Linked DNA regions of Sus scrofa: all the other regions are linked to region 1. Evidence: chromatin contacts called from public Hi-C and HiChIP or PLAC-seq data. All regions are on one chromosome and are shown on one strand. Each heading gives the region's core, a stretch centred on a gene start, on an enhancer-like site or on the middle of the called end of the contact. The rest is flanking DNA. Distances are from core to core; before and after follow the strand shown.

Region 1 (6,476 bases), core at 1,492-3,991:
TGTGGTCTTGTGTGCAAATAAAACCATTAACTTATTTATGAATAAATAATTGACTATTCAACATAGACATAGGAGTACTTCAGATCTCTTTGGCCCTTTAGGCTTGACATAACTAATGGTGCCTGTGATCAGACTGTACCAGCTCACAAAAACCAAAGGTTAAATTTTCAGGAATGCTATGTTTATGCTGTTAAACATAGCCATTATTTAAAATTAAATTGCATACACTTGCAATTGGATAAATTATATTAAAAGTAAAGATAATATACACAAAAACTCAGCACTTCCCAATTATTTTATAAAATTTTACTATTATTTATGCTCTTGAAATTATTCATGTCTATTATATCTACATAGCAGAAATACTATACAACAATGTATTACTTCAGATCTCTTCCCAGCTCTTCAGTAATGTTACTTTGGTAACTTACATTGGCCATGATGGGAATAATTACAGTGGAAATTTACAAACGTTACAAATTTTGGGTTAACTATCTTATTGATTTTTTAAACTTAAGAAAATGATGGGGAAATGTTAATTATGCAGATTAAATTTAAAAGTTGTGTTGTGTCTAGCCATTGCATTGTGAATAGCATTGAAAAGTTGAGGAAAATATATTTTTTTGGCCATGCATAGATTATGTGGAAGTTCCTGGGCCAGGGACTGGACCTCAGCCTCAGCAGCAACCCAAGCTGCTGCAGTGACAACATCAGATCCTTAACCCACTGGACTACAGGAGAATTCTTGAGGAAAGAGTCTTTGAACATTCAAAAGACATTATCTGATTCAGTAAAGAAGTTACTCATGCCATTGACAAAAGAGTGAAGTTTTGAAATATTCAGTAAGAAAAGAATATAGTTGATGTTCATATCAGAACTACACTTACTCATCAATTGCAACCTTAGGTTCCAAAATTATAAAAACAAAAAAAATTCAGTGAAAATGAGTTGGTTGAATAGAATTTATAACAAAAAGGATTATACATTTAATTTTATTTGATAACAATATGTTTACTCATAGTTTATATACATAAAAATTACACTAAGCTGATGTATACACATACATGGGTAAATTTTTTTTCCAGAGAGCTGCTTGTTAAACATTTCCAGCACAGCACTACATAAAACCCTTATTAAATGACATCTAAGGTATATTTGGGGCTATGGAGAAAAGAATAGTAAGAAAAAAAACTAATTAAGCATCAAAGATTCTGTCTTCAACTTATTTACAACTTGGACACCCTCTACTTCCCTCTTTCCTATTCCCTAATGCCTTAAGAGACTTAGATCCAAGCTCCATCCAGCTGTATGACCTGGGGTAATCAGCTCCTAAAGCCATACCATCCTTCACTGTTAGATAGTAATGATAATAGTCATGATGATGATATTGTTTAAAAAATTGCTAATGAGTATTTGTACTTATTTTGTAAACATGGGCCACATATTCATCTATACAATTTTTTACAACACTTCTGTGAAGCAGTGCTAAATTCTATTCCTCTTTTACAGATGAGGAAAACTAAGACCCAGAGAAATTAGGTAGGTGCTTGGGTTGCTAGCACATAGCAGAGCTGAGCCACAAATCTAGGCAGTTTGTCTCCAATGGCTACTGCCTTAACCATTATGATGCTTTACCACCTCCCTTCTCATTAAAGGCAAAGATTAAGTGAGGTAAGAGACAAAGATCTTAGCATTGCTCATTAAATATTCATGATGAGTTACTTTAATTTTGTATAGCATCTTACCTCTTCAGTTAGATTTAAGTTTCTTAAGAGATAGGGCTAATGTTTTATGGCTTCTCCTACCCTTCATAGTAGTTACAACAGGGACCTGCACACCACGAGTAATCAAATTATTCATTACACGGATGGGCTCTGCTCCTCACTTGTCATGCAGAAAAGCGCTGCTGAGATCCCTTCTGAGGGTGAAAGTAGTGAAATTGTCAGGCTAGCTATAATCTGAATCCATCCACAGTTTCCCTGCATTATTGTGATGGTCTATCTTTAGTAAATAACTACATATGGCATTCCTCATCTGGGTTTGTAGGGTTGTGTTAGAAATAATATTGTGTCATAGTAGTCCTACAGGGTTGATTTATTTTGGCTTAAAAGAAGGAACTTGGCCTCATGTGTCTCTCTTCCTCTCACAGTTTTTTTTTTTTTTTTTTTTTTTTTTTTTTTTTATTCCCAAGGGCTGCAGGTCAAGTTCTGTCCTTGGAACCAAAGCAGTTTTCCAAAATGAGGTGGAGCCAGCTCTGTCAAGCTGGGCCAGCTCTGCTGTCAGTGCCTTTCCCAAGTACATCAGACCCTCTGCTTGTAAAAATAAATTGATACCAATGCAAGAAATTTATTAGGAGATGACAGCCTGGTTCATAATGGAAATATGGAGAAAACATCATCCTTCAAAAGTGACAGTTTATCCATCATGCCTCAGATTCCTGAGATAGAAGCAGGCACTGTCACATACAATCCGCTGAGGACACATCTTCTTGGATTTCCTTTTGACAGGAAACTCTGAAATAATCCAGAAGAAGGGAAGGACTTGTGCTGCCCTTAATGTGCTCGGCCATAAATTTTGAGTATTAGCAGAAGAAACATGTGGCCAAGGACATGAATGATGGAGGAAATCAGGAGGCCTGGAATTCTCAAACGGCCCCTTCTTTTCTCTCAGGGTGATGAACTGGGACGGGGGTCAGAGAGGGTTAAGGCACTGCTGAGAGGGACATCAATTCCCTGTTATGTGTCAGCAAAGCCAACAGGTGGCAGGGCACCACTGCAGACACAGTGCTGCTTCGGGTCTGGTGACCAGGTCACCTTGCCCCGCTAACTTTCCAACTGCGATTATTTCCCCCTTAGCTACTTATTTATATTGATAAACTTGAGAGAGTTTAGGAGGGCCGTTTTAATTAGGAATAAAGGCAAGGATATTCCTGAGGATCACAAGAGGCCCGATCTTTTCAGGCTTAATGAGGTGACCTACCCAACCCTGTTGGAAATAATTGTGTATTGTATTAAAAGCCACTTTGGAAAATAAAATTGCAGTAGTAAACTGGAATGAAACAAACATGGTATTAAGGGGAAAAAATATTCACTGACAATTTTATGAGGCCTTAAAATATTTATGTTCTACACTTGCATTCTTTGGAGATTTGCTGAGTGTTGCTAGAATGGGGAAACTTTTTTAATGAGATACATGCATATTTTTTAAATTTACAGATCTTTTTTAGCAAAAATAGAAAGTCATAAATGGGAAACGGAAACCTAAACAAGGCGAGTATAGCATTAATGCTCTTATATTATTAATTCGCTCTTTATATTGGAAAAAATAAAAGTATGGTTGAATAATATGCAAGGAATCTTTGTTGTCAGTTTCTATTTGATTAACGTACAGGGACACTAGCATGATTACAAGATCCCAGATAAACTTAGTTTTTTTGCATGTGTTGTGTGGTGTGGATAGGAACAGGATATGTGCACTCTCGGGTTACTTGAGCACAGAGTCAAATACAGGGTTCTGATCCACTGCCCAAAATAAATCCCTAAGAACATCAGCGAAATAAATTACATGTTCTTATTCATAGGTAACAGTGCTTGAAAAAACACAGCGACACTGAGTCCTTCTTTAAATCCTCTCATCCTCTAAAGGAGGCAAATGAACTTCTAATGATTCACATTTGTTTCAACCAATCTTCCTGGTTCCCTGTCTCAAGAAAGACCTAAAACTCTGTTGACTTTACATGTCCAAATTAAATATATCTGTGTTTCCTTTTACTTTCTATATAAGTGCGTGCCAGCATGACTTAACATTCATCCAGAGTTTATTTCCCTATTAGTGGAAAACAAGTCATTTTTCAGTTTAATGAATAGCATCACTGTCTGACTTTTAACCAAAAATGTGACCTTAAACTTGATGGATCTCACCAGAAGGCACATTTTCAAATTATTTTTTCTATTGGAGGTTATGAATATGACTTCCCAAATTATTGTGACAGCTGTGAGGGGAAAGCCTGCATCACAGATAGAGCAGCTTAAAACAAAACTCAGACCTAACAAAATGGTAGTTTCATTTGTGAAACAAGAAAAAGGGAATGGGGGAAAAAGCATGAACCGTATGGGAGGAGAAAAAAAATACCTCCTTTGAGCCTTACGCAGCAGGAGAAAAGACTCATGTAAAGCAGCTAAAATTCCCATACTTTTTTGTTACTACCATTTTTGCTTCCAAATCATTCTAAATTGAGAAGGTGAAGGCTGTGCATTACTGATTCAAAAAACTCCAAGAGGACATCTGATATTTCTTCCTTATTAAGGATGATGGAGTGTAATTGATGTGCCTGGTACCTGGCCAATTCCAACTTTTTGAGAATGTTGTTTAATGTGCAGACATTATTTTTGGACTACTGAATGCCAGAAAATAATGAGCTGGCATTCAGCTTTGGTGAATAAGACCCTGAATTTTCATCTAAAAGCGGTTTTGAGTTATTGCTGTAGATAAGGTGTAACTGTGCAAGGGAATTTTATCCATGTTTCTCCCATGAATCATAAATGAGGGAAAAAATTGCAGTCTAAATTGCACTTAAAAGGAATAAAGTCTTTTCATGCCATACATGATTTATCAAAATGATCTCATTTTAAGGGTACTGTGGTGTATCTTGATTAATCACATTAGGAAGCATGATGAATAGCCTCTTTAATGGTAACACACGATTTATTGGCAACATCCAGGCTTGAACCAGAAGGGTAAGAAGTAAAATATACAATAGATAGCTAATGCAGATAGGGTGTCACTAATGTTCTGATTTGTTTTAAGATAATACAGGGCTCCTAGATTTCAGGAGATGCTGAAGCCACCAGGTGGTGGAGAGCAAACGAGGTCTGCACTGGAACTTGGGTGCAACCAGGAATACACTGCAAAGCTTCCCTAACTTATTGCAACCCAAGGAAAATGGTCCACTCTGCAGGACCATAAAGAGAAGGCGTGCTTAAAATCTGGACAGATTGAGGAAATTCCTAGTAGGAAGAGGTGGACACTGCCTTTTGAGATAGCTCTCCTACCCTTTTCGCCCTATTTCAATATCCTCTTCACATTTTGCTTTAATATCCTAAATGCCTTTTCTTAAAGCCCGCTCCACTCTGCTCCCACTAATTTCCTCTAAGGCTGACAGATCAGAGGCTTTCCTCGAACTGTTCCTTTTAGAGCTGAGGAGCCCTCCTCGTAATCCTGCTGCTTGTCTGCAATTAATCCTTCCAGTTGCCACATTATTAATACCACCACCCACAGACAGAGGAAGCCCCGACCCACTGGACACTGGCTCCCGACTGAAGCTTCAAAGGTGCCAATCACACCCTGGTCAGAAAGGTGCCTGCTGTCAGCATCAGAGGTTTCCATCCTCTCCTCCCCGCTGATCAAACATTCTTGCTCAGAAGATTAATTCAGGGTCTCCGCCCATTTCCTCCCATATCCTCTTTCCCTTTTTGGTTTACCCAACGATCCATCTTTGCTTCGAAAAGGGAAGCCATGGATAATAGAAGCCCTTTCAAAACAAAAGCTGGGCAAAGGCAAATTTAAGTCCCAGCTGTTATCAACTTTTTTTTTTTTTAACTCATTTAAACACCTTAAGGCAGTGAGGATTAGGGCCTGGCCTGAAATGCCATTCTTTGATCAAAGACCCCAAGACTTTACACAAACATAATCACAAGGCAATGGATGCCTCTCCAAAGGCTGAATTGATTTGTTTGACTGCAGTGCCAGAATGGACAGAAAAACTGCACACTTGTTTTCCCAACTCCCAACATATTTATATCACCAGGCCAAGTGACTGAGAAATTACATATTTTCTACATCTTAATTGGAGCCAAGTCATTTGCAGATTCAGACATACCTGTGGGGAGAGGGGCCAGTGAGAAGGGGGTGTGGGCAGTGTAGGTGCTTGCCATAGCCTGTTTTATCCTGGGCGGGGAGCAGAAGGGAAAATTCCAGAAAGGGAGGTGAGAAAGCAGCAGCTCCATTGTCTCTGATGTCGAACAAAAGTGACTTTGCAGAGAGAAACCTGTTTACATTACCCAATGCTACTGGAATCTTCTCCAGTCGCTTAGTAACTGCAGTTACCATTCCCTGTCTATTAAAGTGGGCTTAGTAGGAGAAACTGGCAGGACCTTCCATGAGACTTACTTGCCATCACATCCCTCACCATCCATCAACATCTTTTAGGACAAGATGACAGGACAGACTCACAGTAAAATCTTCCAGAAAGGTTTTGGAGAGGGAGGAATAACAAATTCTCTTATTGAATCATGGCTCAATAGGGTTTACACTTTCCATACACATCTATAAGTAAAAAATTTTGAAGTTGCCTAATAAGGAAAATACTTGATGTCAAGGTTGAAGGGATGATTGAAAATCAATATTCAAGCATATGAAAATATCACTGTAAAGAGGTTTTTGTCTTTGGATTTGGCATTTTTTAGGGGGGTGTAATT
Region 2 (6,476 bases), core at 2,095-4,594, 970 kb after region 1:
CACTGAGCAAGGGCAGGGACCGAACCCACAACCTCGTGGTTCCTAGTCGGATTCGTTAACTACTGCACCACGACGGGAACTCCCATTATATCTTTTTTAAATGGATTATGGACCTAAATCTAACATCTGCTTGCTCAAGAGTGGGGCTGGAACCAAGTATTGACTAAAAATGACACAAGCGAATTTGGGGTGGGAGAGATGACAGAAATGTTCTAAAACTGGATTGTTGTATAGATGGCCATACAACACTATTAGAAGTTTACTAAAAAACATTGGATTGTTCACTAACAAGGGATGATTTTATGGTATCTAAATTTTATCTCAATAAAGCTGCTCAACCAAACACACACACACACACACACACAAACCCTGAACCCACGGAGAACAGAAATCTCATGGTAAAGAGTGGGCAAAATCTGGGGTGAGAATTTCACCTAAAAATTAAAGAAAGGGAACCAGAGGGGTACTGGAGTACAGACTTTTTTTTTTTTTTTTTTTTTTGGCTGCACCTGCAGCATGTAGAAATTCCTGGGACAGGGATAGAACCCGCACCACAGCAGTGACCCCAGCCACTACAGTGACAACACTGGATCCTTAACCTATTCTATTACTTGATTTCACTGTTGGTTACAGTTTATGAAAATTCATTGAGCTGTATGATACGTGTACTTTTCTGTATGTATATTATACCACAATAAAAAAGTTTTTTAAAAATGGCATTAGAGGCTGATAGGGGCCATGAATGAGCCAATTACGAGTTACAAAAGCTGAGAGGATCACCTGTACAGCTCTTCCTGGGGTTCCATAAGATTTCTGTGTCTTTATTGCCATCATCTTACAATAACCCCCCACTACTAGAGCTAGCCTAAGTGAGTTTCTGTTTCTCACTATGAAGAAACCTCACTAACGTACCCACGCATAGCTACCAAAATGTTAGCTCTAAGAGGGCAGGGAATTTTGTACATCACTAAATCTCCAGTGTCTAGAACAATACCTGGTATGAAGTAGGTTTTCAATACATATTTCTTGAATAAGCCAGCAAGTGAATAACAAAAAAAAAAAATAGTTGTAAAGGAAGGGATGTATAGAAGGAGAGATCTGCAAATAAAGACATTTTTCAATACAGCCTGGACAAACTTTTCACAGGGATATGGACAAAATGCTGGGGGCGGGGAGCAGAGGATGAAATAATGCCTCCTGGGGAATATCAGGAAAGTATGGCAGAGGAGGACACCTGGGAGCTGCATCTTGAAGGATGAGTAGAAGTCGGCCAGAGAAAGACAAGGAGGAAGTAGGACAGACAGAGATAAACAGAGACAAAAGCACATTGTTCTGAAAGCGCCTGGAATTCTTGAGGACTGGAGAAGGTTCATACCTAGAAGTGCAGGGTTCATAGTTGAGGACAAGTGCAAGAAGAGGCCAGAGAGGTGAGCTAGCACCAGATGGAAAAGGGTCATATATTCCCAACCAAGTCTTCTGAAGTGACTCCTGTGGGAACCATAGCCAAGAGAGAATTTTAAGCAGGGATCAAATTTGCTTTTTTAGGGAACTCATTGTGGCTGGTGCAAGAAGTTTCTCTGTGTTGATGAGCCATCTACTATGTTGGTATCAACACCTTGTGTTTGTGTCTCTCCCTCTTTGTTCTCTTCCTTCTGTCTCTCTCCATGCTTGTTTATGTCTAGGTCTCTCTTCTCTCCATTTCCTTGCATTTTTTTTTTCCCTCAAGACACCACCCCTTGAGGATGTCTCTCAACTGCCGCCATCTTATTTATTCCCCAGACACTTTCAGATTCCATCTCCCAGACTCATTTTCTCTGGGACACCATCCCCACCCAGGCTTAGGTCCTCCACAAACAAGTAACAGGATTGCTTCGTGGCCAACTAGCTCCTCAGGGCCTTAGCAGTGAATAGACAAGCATCTGGAAGAAAGCGAAGAGCGGGTGAGGCCCCAGGTTCCGAGCATGGGAAACCCCACACGCTCCTCTCAGGCATCCTGATACTGCTCACAGCCCAGCTGGCCCAACCGCTCCCAACCCAGCAGCCTCCCAGCCTCAGCCAGGAAAGCCTACTGCCCAGTGGCTCAGACCTCTGACCTTCTGCTCTGCAATGTTTCCTGGCATCTGCCCACCCTCCCCAGGAGCTGGACAAGTGGGTCAGGGAGGAACAGCCCTTCCCCCCCAGCTGAGCCTGGGACTCCTCTCCAGGACAATTCTCTCCCCTGGGACTAGGGGGTCAAGCTGCTCTTGGAGACATGACCTCAGAGATGTGCAGCAAGGGCCCTGGCCCAATTTATCACCGCGGGGCTATAATTAGGTTTGTTAACATACAGTCGAGTGTAGTCTTGTTGACTAGGAACTTAATCACGTTACTATTGAGTTCCTGAACGCATGGCTCGGGGTGACTGTTTTACTCGTAGAGTTATAGCCCAGCCCAACGGGAGGAAATTAGCTTTGGACACAAGTTTGGAGGGGGGGGTTCTTTTTCCTCTTGACTTTGTCTCCCTCTCCCCCCTTCCATGTGAAAATATTTAGCAAACAGTGACAATGATGAAAAACAGTAGGAAACAAAATGTTCTACATTAGTATAAAACATGAAAAATGCAGCAAGGACCCTTAGCGGTACAACATGTGTTATGCTGGCTGGCAGTCCATTAGCTCTGATAGACATTTCACTTACCTAAGTCAAATATAACAGTCTAGTATTCATTAATATAAGAAGGGGCTGTGGAATCAGAGCTACCATCTGGCTGGGCCGACAGAATAATCTACAACTCATGATTAGGTCTAAGGAGTGGGGTTTCACTTTAATCTTTCTCATTGCTCGAAATTTCCATCTGCGCAGTTCGGCACATCATTTTTCTTCAAGACAAATGTGCTGTTTTTCATGTTCCAAAATTAGATCAGAAGAAAACGATTAATCATGTCACGGCCTGGGAAAGGAAACAAAGCTCCGATATTCTGCTCTCCCCTCTCCACCCCACCCGCCCCTCCCTGGCCCCGGACGGTTGCAAGTTTCGCTCCCCCCCCTCCAGCCTCTGGGTTTTCTGCACAACTTTTGGAGACGCCACCGCCAGCCGAGAGGAGGAGGGTGGGACTGGAGGGAGAGGGCGCCGGCCGGGCTTGAGGAGAGAGTTGGGGGCGCCCTGGGTCCCCAGCTTGGGTGCGCCCTGCCGCCCCCCCCCCCCCGGGCCCTCAAGGGTCACCCTGGGCTGGCCCACACCATCCGCCACGGGAACCGCCGAGTGCCGGCGCTGGGCGCTGCCGTAGGCCCAGAGTGACCCAAAGGGCTGCGTGCCTCCCTCCCGCGTCCCCTCCCGCGGCCGCCACAGCCCTGTCTGTCAGCCGGCTCGCAAGTCATAACAAATCCCTGGCGCGGAGCTGAAGCTGAGCATTTGCCGGAGCGTCACGGGGATGATGAATGACCCGCAGGCCTTTGAAGTGCTCTGCCAGTTCAGCTGGGTCCGCGGTGCTGACAGAGAAATATACACAACAGCGTAACCAATAATGAGAACATTAAACATTCCTGCGCCGTGACAGGCTGACAGAAAAACCCAGGCTCCCATCAATCATCGCGCAGATAGAACCTTGACAATTGGCCCCTCACTGATACCCGCGGTCACCTTGCCCTCTCCACCGCTCGCCCTCGCCCTCGCCCTCGCCCTCGCGCAGGCTCTCCCTCCTCTTCCTCCCTCCAGTTTTCCTCTTTCTTTCCCTCCTGCCTCCCCCAGCCTTCCGCTCTGCTCCCTCCTGCTTCTCTCCCCTCCCCTTCCCCTCTTTCCCTCCCTCGCCTCCTCCTCTCGGGTCCCCTGCCCTCTTGCACTGCCTTCTGAGCCTCTCAGAGGTCAAGTGAGGTTTCAGCCACTTGCATTTTGTTAGGTCGCCCCTGCCCGAAACAGGAGATGCTGCACCCGAGTGAGAAGTGTGAAATCTTCAAGTTTCTATTTAACACTGTGTGGCTTTTAACCAGATGCAAAAAATAATAACACCATCACTGTATAGAAAGCTTCACTTGGAAATGTTCAAAGTCTAAAGCAAGGCTCTTGAGGAAAGTGAGGCCCACATGAACCCCGTTCTCCCTCCTTGGGGGGGAGGGGCCCTTTCTGGATGCTTGCTGTGTGACTTTGGCAAGGGAAGCTTCTCTTTGTGCCAGCCTCTGCCTCTTTCTTTTCAGCTGGGCCTATCTGACGGGATCTGATTTCTGATCTGTCTGAAAGGGGAAAAAAAAACAGAAAAGAAACGCAAAGATCTCTTCCTTTTCCTCCAACAGGAAATGAAATCTGCCCAGATAAAGCCTATTGGATGGACCTTCACCCTGATGCCTGAAGAGCTGCCAGGGACCTCTTAGCCATTCTCTGGACCTGCAAGGGCTCCCAGCAGAACTTGGTTTGGCCCTATTTTCCTGAGCTGAGCTTCTATTTCCACCTTGCCAAGGTGGGGCATCCCCCGCCCTCACACAGACAAATGACCCCTGCCAGGCCCACTTCCCGCTGGCCAGCAGGGGCTCTTGAGAAGGGCCTTGGGCTCCTGGTAAGAAGCCAGGGTCCCAGTCCCACCATGAGCACTGAGGCAACTCCATAATTTTCTTAGACCTCTATTTCTTCATCTACCACATGGGAGCAGAAGACCCTACATCAGGGCTCCTACAGGTCTTTTTAACTTCTCCAGAGGCAAAGGCTTATTTTTCTCCTTTTATTTTTGGAGGGCTTTTTTGTTTTGTTTTGTTTTTTGTTTTCATTCTTGGTTTGGGGGGAGAGAAGATATTCCTTGACTTTCAAAAAAAGTCATGAAAAAACTGCGTACAACCTCCATACACATGTCCAGAGATGATGAGTAGCAGAGGGGATGGGTTACTTCATGGTCAGCCAGTGACCAAGGCTGTTATGAGGAGCCTGGTTGGAACCAGGGGGGTGGACATAGGAAGCCCTGCACTTCAAATGCATTTGTATATTGGTTCAGGTGAGCCAGCTCAGGTGTGAAGAAGAGAACATCTGTTAAGGAAATGTCTACTCCATGCACTAAGGTAGCTTGTCCTTTCTTTTCTGCCCACCTTTCCAGGCCAGCTCTCTTCCCACCACCTGTTCTGCTTACCTGGCCTGCAATGACCTTGCCCTTCTTAAGGTCCTATGAACCCCTGGCCCAGATGGGCCTCTTCCTGCCCAACTAGACTTGAAGCTACCTGAGGGCTTGGAAGGTGCTATGCCCATCCAGGAACCAGGATAATGTCTTGTTCCGAAATGCCTGCCCCACACCCATAGCCTGCTTCTCTAAGGAACTGTTCCTACCAGGCCTGCTCAGGGGGAAGGCCTCACAGGCCTGTTTGTACCAGGAAACCCTATCTTTTGCCATAGCTGATTGTCCCAGTAGTGAATGCCTAGCCCCGCAACCAATCAGATGCTCTTTCCTTTGAAACTTTGACCTTAGCTATAGGCAGTGCTGAGCTCCTAAGAGACATGTAGTGTTAGGGGCTGGGGCAGCCATTATGAGGTGTGTTCATGTTGGGGCGGGGAGTTGATCTTCAAACTGAAGGAAGAGAAGGAGGAAGTGGGCAAAAAGAAGCAGATGAGAAATAGCTGGTAGGCCCAGAAGATAGCATAGCTTCGATTCCTGACCTACCCATTCCTGTCCCCTGAGGCCTAGGGGTACTACTTCTTGCCCTTGGATGCCCGAAAGACAGATGACCCAGGCCTGGCCAGTCATTCTACCCCATCATTCTGCCTAGAAAGACTGGCACAGGGATAGGCCTGGGACCCCTGTCAGGCCCACCAGAGTCCTTTCCTGGGATTTTATATATTGATTCTGAAAGAGAGATAGTCTCCATTCCTTTAGGATTGAGAATTATAAGGTTAGGACCCCGAAGCTTCCAGCACCAGGGCTGTCACTGCCTGGAGGAAACCAACCGACTGCAGGAACAAAGGAGGCCACAGCAGTGGGGCCCACTGATGACAAGTCTGCTCACTTTAGGTCTCTGGATCTGGTCAAGCCTGACGCCCACTCTACCCTTGACCTTTGCAGCAGGTGAGGTAACTTACTTCCTTTCTTGTCTAAACTAGGTTTAGCTTCGTTTTTTGTCACTTGCAACCCAGAGAGTCCTCATACTGGTGTTCAGGGACATGTCAATTAAGAGGATTCACCTAAAATCAGTACATGGGCTCCTTCTCCTTTTGTGCATATACGTCCATGAATAAGAATCTGCTGAGGCCCAGAACAAGGAGGGCTGCCCTGAGCCTTTTCTGATCGTTTCCTCCCCCATGGTCCTCCCTGTGACCTCAGCCTTCGTGCCAGGCAGTCAGCTGGTTCCCAGGCCAGGCTCAAGCAACTTGCACTTCTGAGCCTGTCAGGAATGGCACTTCCCTAATGGTATGCTTTGTCCCCGCCCCCAAGAAAGAAGGGGACAGGCAGGGGGTGAGTGGCAGTTCTCCCAGCATCCAATGAACCCACTTGGCCTGTGCCCCCTGCCAGCCCAGCAGGAAGCCAGGG
Region 3 (6,476 bases), core at 1,262-3,761, 740 kb after region 1:
ATAATAGTCTTACTCATTCATTCCTGTCCTTCCAGAATCCAGAGCTTTCAGATTAAAGTTAAAGGCATCTCGACTTATTTCAAACATGTTGGACATTCCTTCCCAACCAGACTTAAGTTCTAGATCAGAAAAGGAAGCTGGATGTTGTAAAGAATATAGGACTTGGGGTCAGGAGACTTGGGTTCCAGTCCTAACTATGCCATTTGCTAGCAGCCATCATTAAGGGTAAAATAACATCCCTTTCTGGACCTCAGTTTTCTCATCTGTAAAATGTAATGTTTCCATAAGACAATCTGTTTAATTATGTCACCATTTTTAAGGTAGTGACCAATTTATATGTCAGCAGTCACTTATCTTGGTAAGATCTAGTGCAAGCCAGACCCTAGTCTACAGGCTTTGTCCAATGATACAGTACTAACATTTATACCACTTAGCAGAGAAGGAAACAGGCTTAGAGAGGCTGGGCAACAAGCCCAAGGGCAGGCAGTATAGCCATCTTTTGAACTCAGGTATGTGTCTAAAGCCTGTGTTCATGACCAGGATGCTCTGTATTTCACAAATCCTTTTGGTTCCGGGGCCCCCATAGCAGCTCCAAGCTCTCAGTAACACCTGGTGATGGACAGATTGTGTTTTTCTGACTCAATTCATGGACATTTTACTGAAAGCTTATTTCTATATATCCGTGTGCTAAAGGATACTGACAGCATCCTTGGCTCTACCCCATTAGATACCAGTACACCCACCTCCCAGCTGTGCCCATCACATGTTCCTGGGGCGGGGGGTCAAAATTCCCCCTCGCTGAGAACCACCGCCCTAAAACAAAACACTCTGAAAACATAGAGACAGGCAAAAGAAGAAAGCATTAGCCTAATACCATATGAAGAGTAATAAGAGAAATGCAGTCAAATCATCACATGAAATTCCAACAACACATTCCCACTTAAAAACACACCCAACTGAAAAGCATGACCGACAGAGGAAAAATACTGTAACAGGGATTGTAGGAAGGGTTTATATTCTTGGCCCCAGTACCTAAGGCAGGGTTAGGGCCAATCTTTCTGCTGCTGGGATCAGAGCAGAAGAGGGAATCCCTTTCCCAGTTCTAACAAGTGAGGGGGAAGGCAAAAACAAAACAAAAACAAACAAACACCTTTTTCCTCGCATCTGATAACCACTTTTAAGATCTTGAAGATATTTTCCAATAAAACCAACGCTCTAATGGTGAGGTTCTCAGGCTAGCCCACAAAGGTATTTCACCTAAAGGGTGCTCTTCTGCACAAGTGAATTTTGTGAGACAGCCTGGAAACCAATCATTATTTAAACTTGCACTTTTTAAGAATATAAAATCTAAATGCACTAGCAATTAACAACAAATTTGGGAGGGTCAGAGACTAAACATAAGGTAAACGACCACCATCAAATCTCTTCTCAACCTTCTCTTCATCCAGAAGTTCTCACTAACCTGCCCACCTTCCTCTTAGACTCTCCATCAAAACACCTAAGTATGAACACACATATATACATATATACACACACAGCTTCCTTTTATTCTTAAGCGCATTTGTGGTTGAGGTTTTAGAGATCTTTCTTGGCACTCTTTTGAAGTGGTTTCTTGGTGTGAAACTGTGTATGGGCAGAGGTAGGGTGAGGGACCCAAACTTGAAAAATGCCCAAAAGCACAGGCCCTAGTGGGGAAATGCATTCAGGGACCCCTGAATCAGAACTGCTAAGTTTCTGTCACCGACAGGAGTGAAAATTCCCAAGTGCCATAGATCATCTGGGACATTTCAGCTTACCATCATATTTTATCAAAAAATTACATTCAAGGAAGGGGAAGAGGGAAGAAGGGAGGATAGGCATAGGGAGGGAGGAAAAGCCACATAAAAGTTCTGAAATACATCAATGTCCAGAAATGGGAAAGGAAAAAAATTAAAAGAAACCTTTGGAGAATTTAAAAAACATGAAATAAAATATCTATCTTATTTCAGAATCCTGGAGTAAATAATATTTCTGATGCCCCCATAGAGAGTCCAATCCAGCCAGCAAAACAAACACAAATACAAATAAATACTGGGCTAGTGAATTAGGGACAGTACACAGAGGAATTTGAAAATAGGATGAGGGTTGTGTGCAGAAATGGGATCCTTCCTCCCTCCTCCCCCCACTCCCCAATTTTATTTTCTTGAAGTCAAATCCATTATTTTGAAAACACCATTTGAAATCCGAAAGAAATAGCAAAACACAGTATTGTGGTATTCCAAAGTAATATCTCTTGTTTATAACCATATAAATTTAGCCCCTGGCACTAGAGGGCTTATATAATAGAATAGAGTTATTTTAACAGCGCCCTGTTAAAGAAGAAGCAAAATGTTCAGCTCATTTTCTCCAGTGGGAGGGACACATGGCCTCATGCGAGAGAGGGAACATGCCTAAGTCATTACCGCGGGAAAGCAATCCGTCAAAGCCGGGTCGCTCTGGCATGGCCAACACCACTGGCGAGATCACAGAGGCAGCCTCTGCTTGCAATTACCAGGGAAGGACCTTGGCTCTAGGCAGCCTGCTATCAATTACTACCCTGGCCTCGCCGCTTGGACTTGTCAATTTCCCAGTGTCTTCTGTTTTGTAACAGTAAGAAAAAGGGCTCCTCCTGACTGATTCTTGGAAGTTTCTCATGTGTTGTGTCACTCCTCGGTGTCATTAACAATTCAATTAAAATTTCACAGCACACAGGCAGGCAGCACTGGACAGGGGCGGGAAGGGGCCGGGTGGAGGAGATTTCCGAAGGGCCTGCAACGGGGCCACGTCGGATGGAGCGAATCCCATCTTGCAACTTCTTTGACTTCTCGAGTCAGGCTTGCATGTGTCTCCCATCTGACGCGATGCTGGCTGTCATCTTGGCAAGAGGACATGTTTGATGTTCTCACCCCGCTGGGGGTGCAGTGATGGGAAGGAATTTCAGGCTGGCTAGAAACACAATCTCACACATTATTGCACTAAAACTTTTGGCTCCCCAGTGAATAATTATAAATATTCATCATCAGCTCTAGTAATCTACAGTGAGTTCTAGAAACTTCTTTTTCTCCATTTGCTTCCCCCTACCCCCCATCTGGGGCCTCCTGCTTTTTCTTGGTCTTCTGAGTGGGGCTGTCTCTAAGAATTTAGAGACGGGGTGTAAATCACAATTAAATTCTTCAGGAAGGTGGATGACTGGGAATGTTAACACAGGATGGCTGGCAACAAGAAAGACTCGCTACTGTCATTATTAACTCTGTGAAAGTGCAAACACTCCTTTGTCTCGCTGGATGATGGAGGTATACACACTCACGTGCTTTTAAGCATCCCAAGGGTTTAGGGCAAAACGGGGGGGAAAAAAAGTTTCAGGCTTAAGACTTCTGAGGCCGCTTTCTCTCTAACCCTCTCAATGAGTTTAGTCATGCAAGGAAAGATTCTTTAAAGTTACCAAAGACTTTGTTTAATGCCCAAGAAAATGCAGACTGTCAGCACCCTTTGTCAGGTTTTGGTGGCTTAAGTCCATTCCCCAATACACTGGTGACCCTCCACCCCTCATTCACTAGTTTCTTTTTGACATCAAGCGCTGGATAATTGTTTGATTTCCTTCTAGGTAAAAGGAGATTAAATGCCCAGCTGCAACAGCTGACACACAAAAGGGAAAATATAGTTTAACCACCATATTTATCAAGATAATTTTTCTTCCACACGCTGATTAATAACATTAGCCAACCATCGCCTTCAGCTTGGGGGTGGGGGGAGGGAGTGGGAAGGGACATGTCCCCCTTGAAAGTCTCAGAAACAGGAGTTGACAGTTCAAGGCAAAAATGATTTGCATGTAAATTCTGATCAAAAGCAAGTCTGCACCCTGAAGTTGTCAAGTTTTGCTACCAATTTGACACTTAAATGGGCTATAGCAAAACTTGATTTAAACTGAAGAGGAAAAAAACATGGCAACTCAATTACCCCCTAGCAGATCGGATCTGGCAGCTGAGGTCAAACTTTTCACCCTGCCATTACATTTCTCAATACCTGATGCTTTAAACAAACACTATGTATTCCTCCTACAATCCTGGAGGAAAATGCATTTCTCAGGACTCCCTACTGTGCCCCAGATTAAAAAATAAAGTTGCACTTGTGTGGGATCTGGGGCCATTTTCTCCATGTAAATTTCTGAATAAATCAGGACTCAAGAAATGGCCTTTTACACTGGGAAAAATAGTTTCTGCCTTAAAAAAAAAAAATACTTTGTAGGGAAGATTTGTGGAGTACTAAAAGATGATTTAAAAACAAATATTCCCATAGCATTAGAGGAAAAACATTGACCTGTTTTTAGTTTGCTTTTAATATATTTCATATTTGAGCTTCGGCTGAACAGTACATTAATTCAGCAGGGAGAAAAATAGCTAGCTGGTTCCAAATCGGCTCCAAATTTATGGAGGACGAGGTATCTCATAAGGCCCTGAGACGAAGGCTCTAACGCAGCAAAGAGCCCGCGTAATAACCCATCTGTCCTCTGGGATTCCTGTCCCACCAGAGTTTAAACACTGGCGTCTCCTGGGCCACTTAATCCCCCCACCAGCTCTCCTTCCTGCAACTTTTTAAACTAACAACTGTTTCAATTCTTCTTTGTTAAGTGCCTTAAAACAGCTCTAAAATTGTTTTTTCTCTTCTCTTTTTTTTTTTTTTTTTTTTTAAGTCTCATTTCCCTAAGTTAATTTTAAGGTTCTTTTGATATGGAAGGAGTTCAGCAACTGCATTCGGCATCATTTCTAGAACTCATATTGGGCAAGCAGGTCCTAGGCAGGGAACTGTCTCACCTACTTAGCGGACAAATATTTTGAGATTTCACTGGGTGCCTGGCACTATGCAAAGCCCGAGGGGCCCCAACATGAGTGAGAGCTGGCATGACTGTCACACATACAATTAATAATAACAGTGTGGGGTGAGCACTGTGGAGAGTAATAGTCAAAGGATGTGAGAGTGAACTTAATAGAAGGATTCATTCCAGGGGAGGAAAAGTTTAAAATCCCCCTGATGACTGAGCCTTTAACTACATTGACATCCGGTACATGGTAGAGCAAGAGTGCAAATGGCGAACTGAGAAGTTTGTATGGAAGGAAGGTGAAAATAGGAAAGCCCGTTTGGCCATCTCTAGGTACATGGAGACAGTATGGTCATATAAGCAGCAGTCCATAGCTACACACAGACAGATGTGCCGAACCACATTCCTCTTGAACCTGGCTTCCGTATAAGCCCACCAGGTCAGCCCCCAAACCTGGAGCCCTCCCACCACTGCCTTCTTGCTGCTCCTCCAAGAGGCCACACTTGTTCTGGCCCCAGGGTCTTTACACTTTCTGTTCCCTTTGCCAGATTCCCAGAACTTTGCACGGCTCAAACCATCTCGTCTTTCTGTTCTTTGCCTGAACATTACTTCTCAGAGCAACGTTCCCCAACAACTATCTGAAATAACTCCTTAGCCCACTTCTCTGACACACTCACCACTTACCCTCTGCTTTCTCTGCTTCACAGCATACATCACTACTTCAGATTTTATTATGCTTATTTCTCTCTTCCTCACTGGGCTACAAGCACTATATGCCCAATTTCTGCCATAAACGGTAAATATATAGTGAATCTATTAATACCCATTAATCCCCTGGTGACATTAAGCTAGTATCCCCAAATTCATACTGTAAAGAAAATTAAAGCCAAAAACCAAAGTCATCACAGACCCTGACTTTCAAGCCCTCTGCATAAGGAATAACAGTTCATGCATACCTCATTTTATTGCATTTGATGTTCTTAAACTTCACAGATACTGCATTTTTTTTTTTAAATAAACTTAAGGTTTGTGGCAACTGCATTGGGCAAGTCTATTTGTCCAACTACATTTGCTCACTTTGTGTCTCTGTCACATTTTGGCAATTCTCACAGTATTTCAAACTTTTTCATTACTATTATTATTATACTTGTTACGGTGATCTGTGAGCAGTGATCTTTGATGTTACTACAACGCACTGAGGGCTCAAATGATAGTTATCAATTTTTAAAAATGGAGTATTTTTTTATTTTATTGAAGTACAGTTGGTTTACAATGTGTTACTTTCTGGGGTACCGCAAAGTACTGAGGTATACATATAGATGCACTCTTTTTCATATTCTTTTCCATAACGGTTTATTGCATGATATTGAATATAGTTCCCTACACTATACAGAAGTTGTTGTTTATCCATTCTATATGTAATAGTTTGCATCTCTAATCCCAAACTCCCAGTCTGTCCCTCCCCCACCCTTTTCCCCCTTGGCAACCACAGGTCTGCTATGTCTGTGAGTCCGTTTCATAAATAACTTCACTTGTGTCTTATTTTAGATTCCACATATAAGTGACGTCATATATTTGTCTTTGACTTATTTCACTTAATATGAGAATCTCTAGGTCTATCCATGCTGCTGTGAACGGCATC
Region 4 (6,476 bases), core at 1,145-3,644, 650 kb before region 1:
GTGAGGTCATCCCATCTTCTCCGAAACATTCTGGCCATGGGATTGGTGTCCTTCTACCCCTCCGGCATCAGCCCCACCATGGAAAATGTGGAGCTTTGGGCGGTATGTTGAAGGCTTAAGTGGTACTGACAGCTCGGGGGCGGTGTGGGGGGGTGTCTCCTCTGTTTCATCAGTCTCCCCACCTTTGTCACTCCATCAAACAAAAGCAGATTTCATCCATCCCTGTGTGCGTCCGCTCACCTTTGACCATTCGTAATAAGTTAGAAAAATCCATTCCAACGTGAGCCCCTTCGTGGGCCCACGCAAGCCCTTCTCCTCCAATTAAAAAAATGTCTACGTCTATGCAGAATTCCTCAGAGAACTCCAGTGGCGATCCCCGGGCTTCCCTCGCTGGGGGTGGGGTTGGGTGGTGCCTGTTGGGCTGAGCTGGTTGCCTCAAAGAGCCGTGGTGAGAGTGGGCTTTTCATTAAATATGAGCAGATGTGAAACGTAGAGGGTTTGACAATTAGAAATGGCAGGAGAAGGGCCCTTGAATCAAAGTGAGGTCAGATGGGCGGATCAGATTACTTCTCTTACATTCTTTAGTTGTTCTGAAAATCATTTTGAATTAGTGTCAGCAGAGCCATGATGGGTTTTGCCCTTTGTCTTTTATGCTAGGGCTGTATTGTTTCCCAAGACACTCATTAAAGGTCATTATATTATTATGGAGCTTGCTTTGGTCGCAGTTTCCCAGTTGAGCCCGTGTACTTTGGAGACTGCCTAACTCGTTCGCTTTTTGCCTTTCGTCTACTCTTTACTACTTTTTTTTTTTTTTTTTTCTCATAAGGGGAAAGATTTCCGTTTTCAGGGGACGTTAAATGGAAACACAAAGTCCCATTATATGTTTTCTGAAGTGGGAAGAGAAGGAGCCAGTTCCCAGAGGAGTGGCAATATATTAAAAGTGTTCGCACAGTTTTAGAAATCAGCCTTTTTCGTAGCAGGGCCTGCCTGCCCTGTGTACCTCTCCTCGGAGGTGTGGCCTGTTACACGTCCTTGTCACGTTAAGTCACATATGTTTCTCTCAGTTGTCTCCTTCTGTTGAACTCATGGGGATGTAAGGCAACACTGGGTTGACAAAAAGATTTGCAGAGAAGGGGGACTCTTTTACAAAAGACTTAAAAAGCAGTGTCAGATAAATAAGGCAGAGAATGACCAGGTAGGTAGGATTCATCACAGGACTGCTTTTGGCAAGACTGAATCACTTAGCACAGTGGCTAGAATCGGTGTACATAGCCTCCTTTTCTGATCTTGCCAATTTTCTTTCTTTTTTTTTTTTTTTAGGGCCACACCCATGGCACATGGAGGTTCCCAGATCAGGAGTCGAACTGGAGCTGCAGCCCCTGATTTACACCACAGCCACAGAAACTCGGCATCTGAGCTGTGTCTGTGACTTATACCACAGCTCAAGGCAACGCCAGATTTTTAATCCACTGAACGAGGCCAGGGGTTGAACCTGTGTCCTCATGGATGCTGGTCAGATTCGTTTCCTCTGAGTCACAACAGGAACTCCCCAATTTTGTTTCTACTTCTAATGACCCTGAGCAAAAGTACCAGCTCTTTTAAAAGATGCTGAGATGGTGTAGGCCCCAGACTTTTCACAAGCAGCTATGTTCTAGGACCATCAAATATATATATATATATAATTTGTCCAGCAGCATAGGCAAACGCATATACAAAGACTGAGGTTCTAATCTGTTCCACTTCCCTTCCATATAATTTGGTAAATGAGTACCTTTTCTCTGTTCAGAATTTACTTTGGTTGTTTCAGTCTTGACTGGTATCTGATTGCTAAGTCTAATAGAAAGGGACAATTAAAATTATGATGCAGTGACAACGTAGGACCCTATTGATTCGAACCTGCTGAGACCTGCCTGATGTGATGCTGGCCACAAACCGTCAGTAAGCCTGGCATGAACAAATTAATCACGTGCTGGAAGAGAAACAGATCTTTAGACTTGCACTTGGAAATAGTTTTCGCTAAAGGACATGTGTGATCACTCACACCAACCTTTCAATTTACTAATAGTTTAAACCTGCACAATTACATACACCCTTTTGCAAACTACTGTAGCTAATTTTAAGTTGTGCAGGACTTCTATTTCGGGTATAGATATAATACAAGAGGGCATTCAGCTCCAGTGGTTTGGGCGAGGGCGAAGTCCAATATGATTAGGTTGAAGGGAACCATACCAAAATCAGTTCAGTGTGATCTTGAGTCTTGTCAGATAATAAACAAAAATCAGCTTATCCTGGGTAGCCTTTGGTTTGTACAGGCAGGGAATTAACATTGTCAATAGAACTAAAGTCACTCGACTGAACTAATGGCATTTTGAAGTACATAAAATCAGATATGAGGGCAGGGGCTGGAAATAGCTCTAGGAAAGTGTCTATAATCAGACACACCCTCTGCGGACAGTCCCTAGTGCCTGTTGCAGGGAGATTTAATTTCATAAGCTGTCTTTAAAAAGCAACAGCCTATAATTATCTTAGTCCTTTTCTGTATGTATACTTTGGGGGGACTTCCTCAGGCTCCCCAGTCCGAAATCTCATTTGTTGATTTTGTTCAGGATCCTGAAACCAAAGATTCTCTTTCCCTACCACCACCATCAGCGATAGATAAGATAGAGGACAGCCAGAGCAGACTCGGCCCAAACCAACTTCATCATAGTTTCCCATATATATATATATATATATTTTTTTTTTTTTTTTTAAAGCCCCTTCATCTTGGGTCCGCAGTTTCTTCCATTTTCTGGTGCTTTGCTGGTATGGTGTCTCTCTCTCAACATCCGTGATAGCCAACACTGAGCAGCTTTTGGATTCTGCCCGAGTTCTTTAGCCTTGGCCCGTGTGCCCTGACTTAGCCATTCACCCTTCATTGCAGGATGTGAAAGCAGGAAGGCATTTAATCATTCCGTGAGGCGGATGATGGGCCAGGGAGGGCATGTTAAGGCACTTTGGTTGGTAGGAGACAAGGCTGCAGAAGCCAGTGCCCCTCCCTGGATTTTGTGGGGACCACACTGAGCAGGGGTTGATGCCAGGTTTTCCTTCCTGTGTGCTTCTCTGGTGGTCAGCACACTGTAAGGCAGCCATCGTGCTTAGGCAAGATTTCCCTTTGAAAAGCATCTTTTTAATTGCCCCTCTTTAAAGAGCTCCCAACAACCCACATTTTTATTTTGAAAAAATGTTTTTTGGGATCTCATGGTACTCTGCTCCCTGCCCCTCCCCCTCCAGCATAGTCCTGTGAATTCTTTAATATCCGTGCTCTATGAAGAGGTACCACATGTAGATGAATGAGAAGGGGACCAGTAGGCAAACCTCAGCCAAGTTTTCAAAAGAAGGCCTTTTGAAACAGAGCTGGGAAACAAAAAGTAGAAGGTAAGAAAGAGGAAAGGGGGCTTTGTGCAAACCCCCATCGCTTGAACACCTCCCTTCCCAGGGATCTGATACTTTAATAAGTGACTGAGCTCTTCAAGGACAAAGCAGAAAAGACGTTGGCGTGCCACAAGTAAGCTAAGCAGGAGCCCTTATGCAAGGTGACATGGAAATTATGTTTGCATTTTTATTTCAGGACAGTGGCCGGTTGTCATCCTACTCACCCTGACAGCTCCTACCACCGGGCAGTGGACTCTGCCTCTTACCTCCGTGGTGGAGGACAGATGTGGCCAGTTAGCGCTCCATCTCCCCCGCTCCTCTGCTATCTCGGGCGACAGATGCCAGGGCCAGCCCGCCTTTCACTTGAGCCTTCTTGTCAAGGCTGTGCCTTGAGCTCCAATCCTGACCTTTACTGTATGAAATAAAGTACTGATGAACAAGCAGAGGTTTGAATTAGAGCAGGCTGGGAGCAAATGTCAAGTCCACCTCTGCTTCCCTCCTCCACCTGCACCGGGAGCTTGGATTAGACCCAGGCTGGAGTTTGCAGCGCCTTAGGCTTTATGGGTCTGGGGAGACATCACTTATTAACAAAGAGTTATTAAATTTTTATCAATTTTACAACACAATGTAAATGCCTCCTATGAATCTACATTGTATTCATTATCATTTAAAACGTTAATTAAGTCAAAGTTGCATTTAATTTCTCTCTAAATGGGCCTCGGGGAGGAGGCTTTTAGAAACATCTGTGGGAGCGTGCAGCTCCTAGAGAACAGGGAATCCCCCAGCCCGTATTCAGGACAGCCCCCCGAGTTGATTGCTATCGTGTGTCTGTGGCTAATTTGTTGTGATGCGATTGGGCCTTGTCTTGAATTAGTATCAGACCAGGATGGTGTAAAGCTGCTGGAGTGAGCCTGGCGGAGCGAAGGCACAGGCTGTGTGCATCCTGCCTCCACATCCCATCCAGACAGAAATGAGCAGTTGATCCGCAGCACCTCTGGTCTCAATCAAGCCTTGGGACCCTCCCTTCTCATGTGGTGCCCATCATTTCAGTTGGATGCTTCCTTGATCTGAGATGGACATTTGTCATCTGGCCCAACAAGTGTAGGCTATTTGCCAGCATGCTCATAGGAACGTTCTCAGGATCTTTGATTCGCATTTAAACCTAGAATCAGTGGAGCACAGAACAGTGTAATGGGAACCATTTTCAGAATAGAGTGGATGTAGAGATTATAAACAAGTCCTCCTCAATGGAGAGAAGAGTGAGGCCTTCTTAGGTGTGCTGGAAAATTACTTCTCCCCTTTGAGGTGAGGTTGACACATCTGCTCTTATAAAAGCATTCCCTCACCCAGGACCAGAGTCTTGTTAATGTCGTGTGCTAGGAAATAGCCAATTGCTTGAATTCACATGAAGATGAGGTTTAGTGTCGTATCTACTCTTACTGTAGGCAATGGGCTCTGCCAACATGGCAAAGGTGTGTGTGCATGTGGATACACGTGTGTTTGTTATTGTTGCTGTTCAGCTGAATCCACAGGTAGCATTTGCTGCACTGCAGGCACTGCCCTGTGGCCCTTACAAATATTATCTTCATCTTTATCATGAGGTAGTCATTGTTAATTGCAGTTGAGGCATCTGGAAACTGGCATCTATAAACAGTGCATTGACAGATGAGGCTACCGAGGCACAGAGAGGTTAAGTGATTTGCCAAGGGTCACAGAGTGAGTCTGGTATGGCTGGCATTTGAGAATAGGCTGGTGCTACACAGCCTGTGGAGCAAGTTGAGTTACTCACATCCTTACACAGCTGAAGAAGATGGCTAAGTCTAGTCTGTCTCCAAAGAAGAAAGGCAAGGTTTCCAGTACTGAAAGCTGGAGGTAATGTAGGGGGTGTTATGAGAGAGAGGGGCCTAGTGCTTGGCAGTGCAAAGGCCCAGGGGTCACCTCCAAGGAAAGGTCCCACAGGATGTGACAGTTCACATGTGCTTTGCAGAATGGGAGGAAAAGGGCATCCTGCCTGACAAAGTGAGAAAGGGGGTGTCGGCAGGAGATGGGGGCTGGAGCCTCGAGCCTCCTGCCTTAGAACTGGTCACCCAGTTGGGCTGGAGCTTAAGACCTTTCCTGGGAGTGCAGGGAAGGGATCCTTGAAGGCTGAGTAGGGCTGAGTTATTGGCACTGTATTCTCGTGTTATGTAGTAGAAAGCCTTCAAGGTACTGGACCAAGGGAATGGCGACAAAGGCTTTGTTTGGGGAGGATTTCTGGCTGTGGGAAGAGGGTCTGGAGCTGGGAAGGTGCTTGGGACCCCTCCCCCCCATGAGGATGGCGAAGATGCTTGGGGGCACAGCTTTGCTAGGAGGAGGCAGGAGCGAGCTGCGCTGAGAAGCCTAAGGAAGGAGGATGTAATCGCATGGCTGTGAGGACATGCAGCTGAAGTACATTATCCAAATACAAATCCAAGAAATTAAACTTTTTCAGGGACATGTTAATTAATGGCACTGAAGCGGTTGAATTCCATCAGTTCAATTTCTTGGGCTTAATTCTCCCCAGCTGACCCAGCAGTCATTGTCTCTCCTATTTGGGCTCCATGGAGTTTCCTTCTCAATGGAGAATTTACTGAAAATCTTGGGCGAGACGGGAGACCATCAGGGCTGCTTCTGCTACCCCTGGCCCTGGGGGTCTGCTCCTATTTCCTTTTTCAAACCAGTATTTCTTCTTCCTCCCTTACCAGCCTCCCCGTTTCCAACAAAACCCACATCTTGGGTGATGACAGCGCTGAGCCACACAGCTCAGAATTGCTTGGCATGAATGGCCTTGGCCCAGGCTGGACGGCAGAAACAAAGCAAGTAGGGCCACCAATTGGGACATGTGACCAGCCCTGAGGGTCTTGGCTCAGGCTGCAGGCAATGGCTTCAGTGAGCACTGCTGGGCTTTCTTTTTTAAATCCCTGTTTATGGCAATGTGACTTTCTCCTTCCATCTTTCTCAGAGAAGACAGTGCGTTTTCTTACATCTCTGTAGGAAAAAAAACCAAGTGCTTCACATCCCGTTCACTGAAAACCCACTATAGTTTC

The links. A called contact is a pair of places that touch in the nucleus more often than the background predicts. HiChIP or PLAC-seq counts read pairs in DNA pulled down with a chosen protein or histone mark.
Region 2: an H3K27ac HiChIP or PLAC-seq map of skeletal muscle shows a contact between it and region 1, with 19 times the contacts expected there. The contact joins two enhancer-like sites. A contact is called at or near these places in 2 of 47 Hi-C or Micro-C datasets (psoas muscle and skeletal muscle) and 1 of 2 datasets of contacts at active chromatin or transcription factors (skeletal muscle).
Region 3: a contact with region 1 is called in a Hi-C map of skeletal muscle, with 4 times the contacts expected there. The contact joins two enhancer-like sites. A contact is called at or near these places in 2 of 47 Hi-C or Micro-C datasets (skeletal muscle and subcutaneous adipose tissue).
Region 4: a contact with region 1 is called in a Hi-C map of skeletal muscle, with 2.7 times the contacts expected there. The contact joins two enhancer-like sites. A contact is called at or near these places in 8 of 47 Hi-C or Micro-C datasets (alveolar macrophages, embryonic fibroblasts, epiblast stem cells and 5 more) and 1 of 2 datasets of contacts at active chromatin or transcription factors (skeletal muscle).

Annotation. Positions count from the first base shown.
Region 1 is chr14:78,810,251-78,816,726 of Sscrofa11.1, reverse strand. All of the region lies in intron 5 of LRMDA (a long non-coding RNA gene), which reads right to left. Among named protein-coding and RNA genes, the nearest start is that of LRMDA, 860 kb to the right of the region's middle. Within about 2 kb of position 2,741, at least 14 of the 83 cell types and tissues checked have an H3K27ac peak or open chromatin away from gene starts, as enhancers often do. A contact at or near this core is called in fetal skeletal muscle and skeletal muscle, where this site is marked.
Region 2 is chr14:77,836,704-77,843,179 of Sscrofa11.1, reverse strand. All of the region lies in intron 4 of LOC106507128, which reads right to left. Among named protein-coding and RNA genes, the nearest start is that of COMTD1, 53 kb to the right of the region's middle. Within about 2 kb of position 3,344, at least 51 of the 83 cell types and tissues checked have an H3K27ac peak or open chromatin away from gene starts, as enhancers often do. A contact at or near this core is called in skeletal muscle, where this site is marked.
Region 3 is chr14:78,068,541-78,075,016 of Sscrofa11.1, reverse strand. The region is part of intron 2 of LRMDA (a long non-coding RNA gene); the gene reads right to left. Among named protein-coding and RNA genes, the nearest start is that of LRMDA, 110 kb to the right of the region's middle. Within about 2 kb of position 2,511, at least 10 of the 83 cell types and tissues checked have an H3K27ac peak or open chromatin away from gene starts, as enhancers often do. A contact at or near this core is called in skeletal muscle, where this site is marked.
Region 4 is chr14:79,463,234-79,469,709 of Sscrofa11.1, reverse strand. The region is part of intron 18 of KCNMA1 (potassium calcium-activated channel subfamily M alpha 1); the gene reads left to right. Among named protein-coding and RNA genes, the nearest start is that of KCNMA1, 640 kb to the left of the region's middle. Within about 2 kb of position 2,394, at least 3 of the 83 cell types and tissues checked have an H3K27ac peak or open chromatin away from gene starts, as enhancers often do. A contact at or near this core is called in fetal skeletal muscle and skeletal muscle, where this site is marked.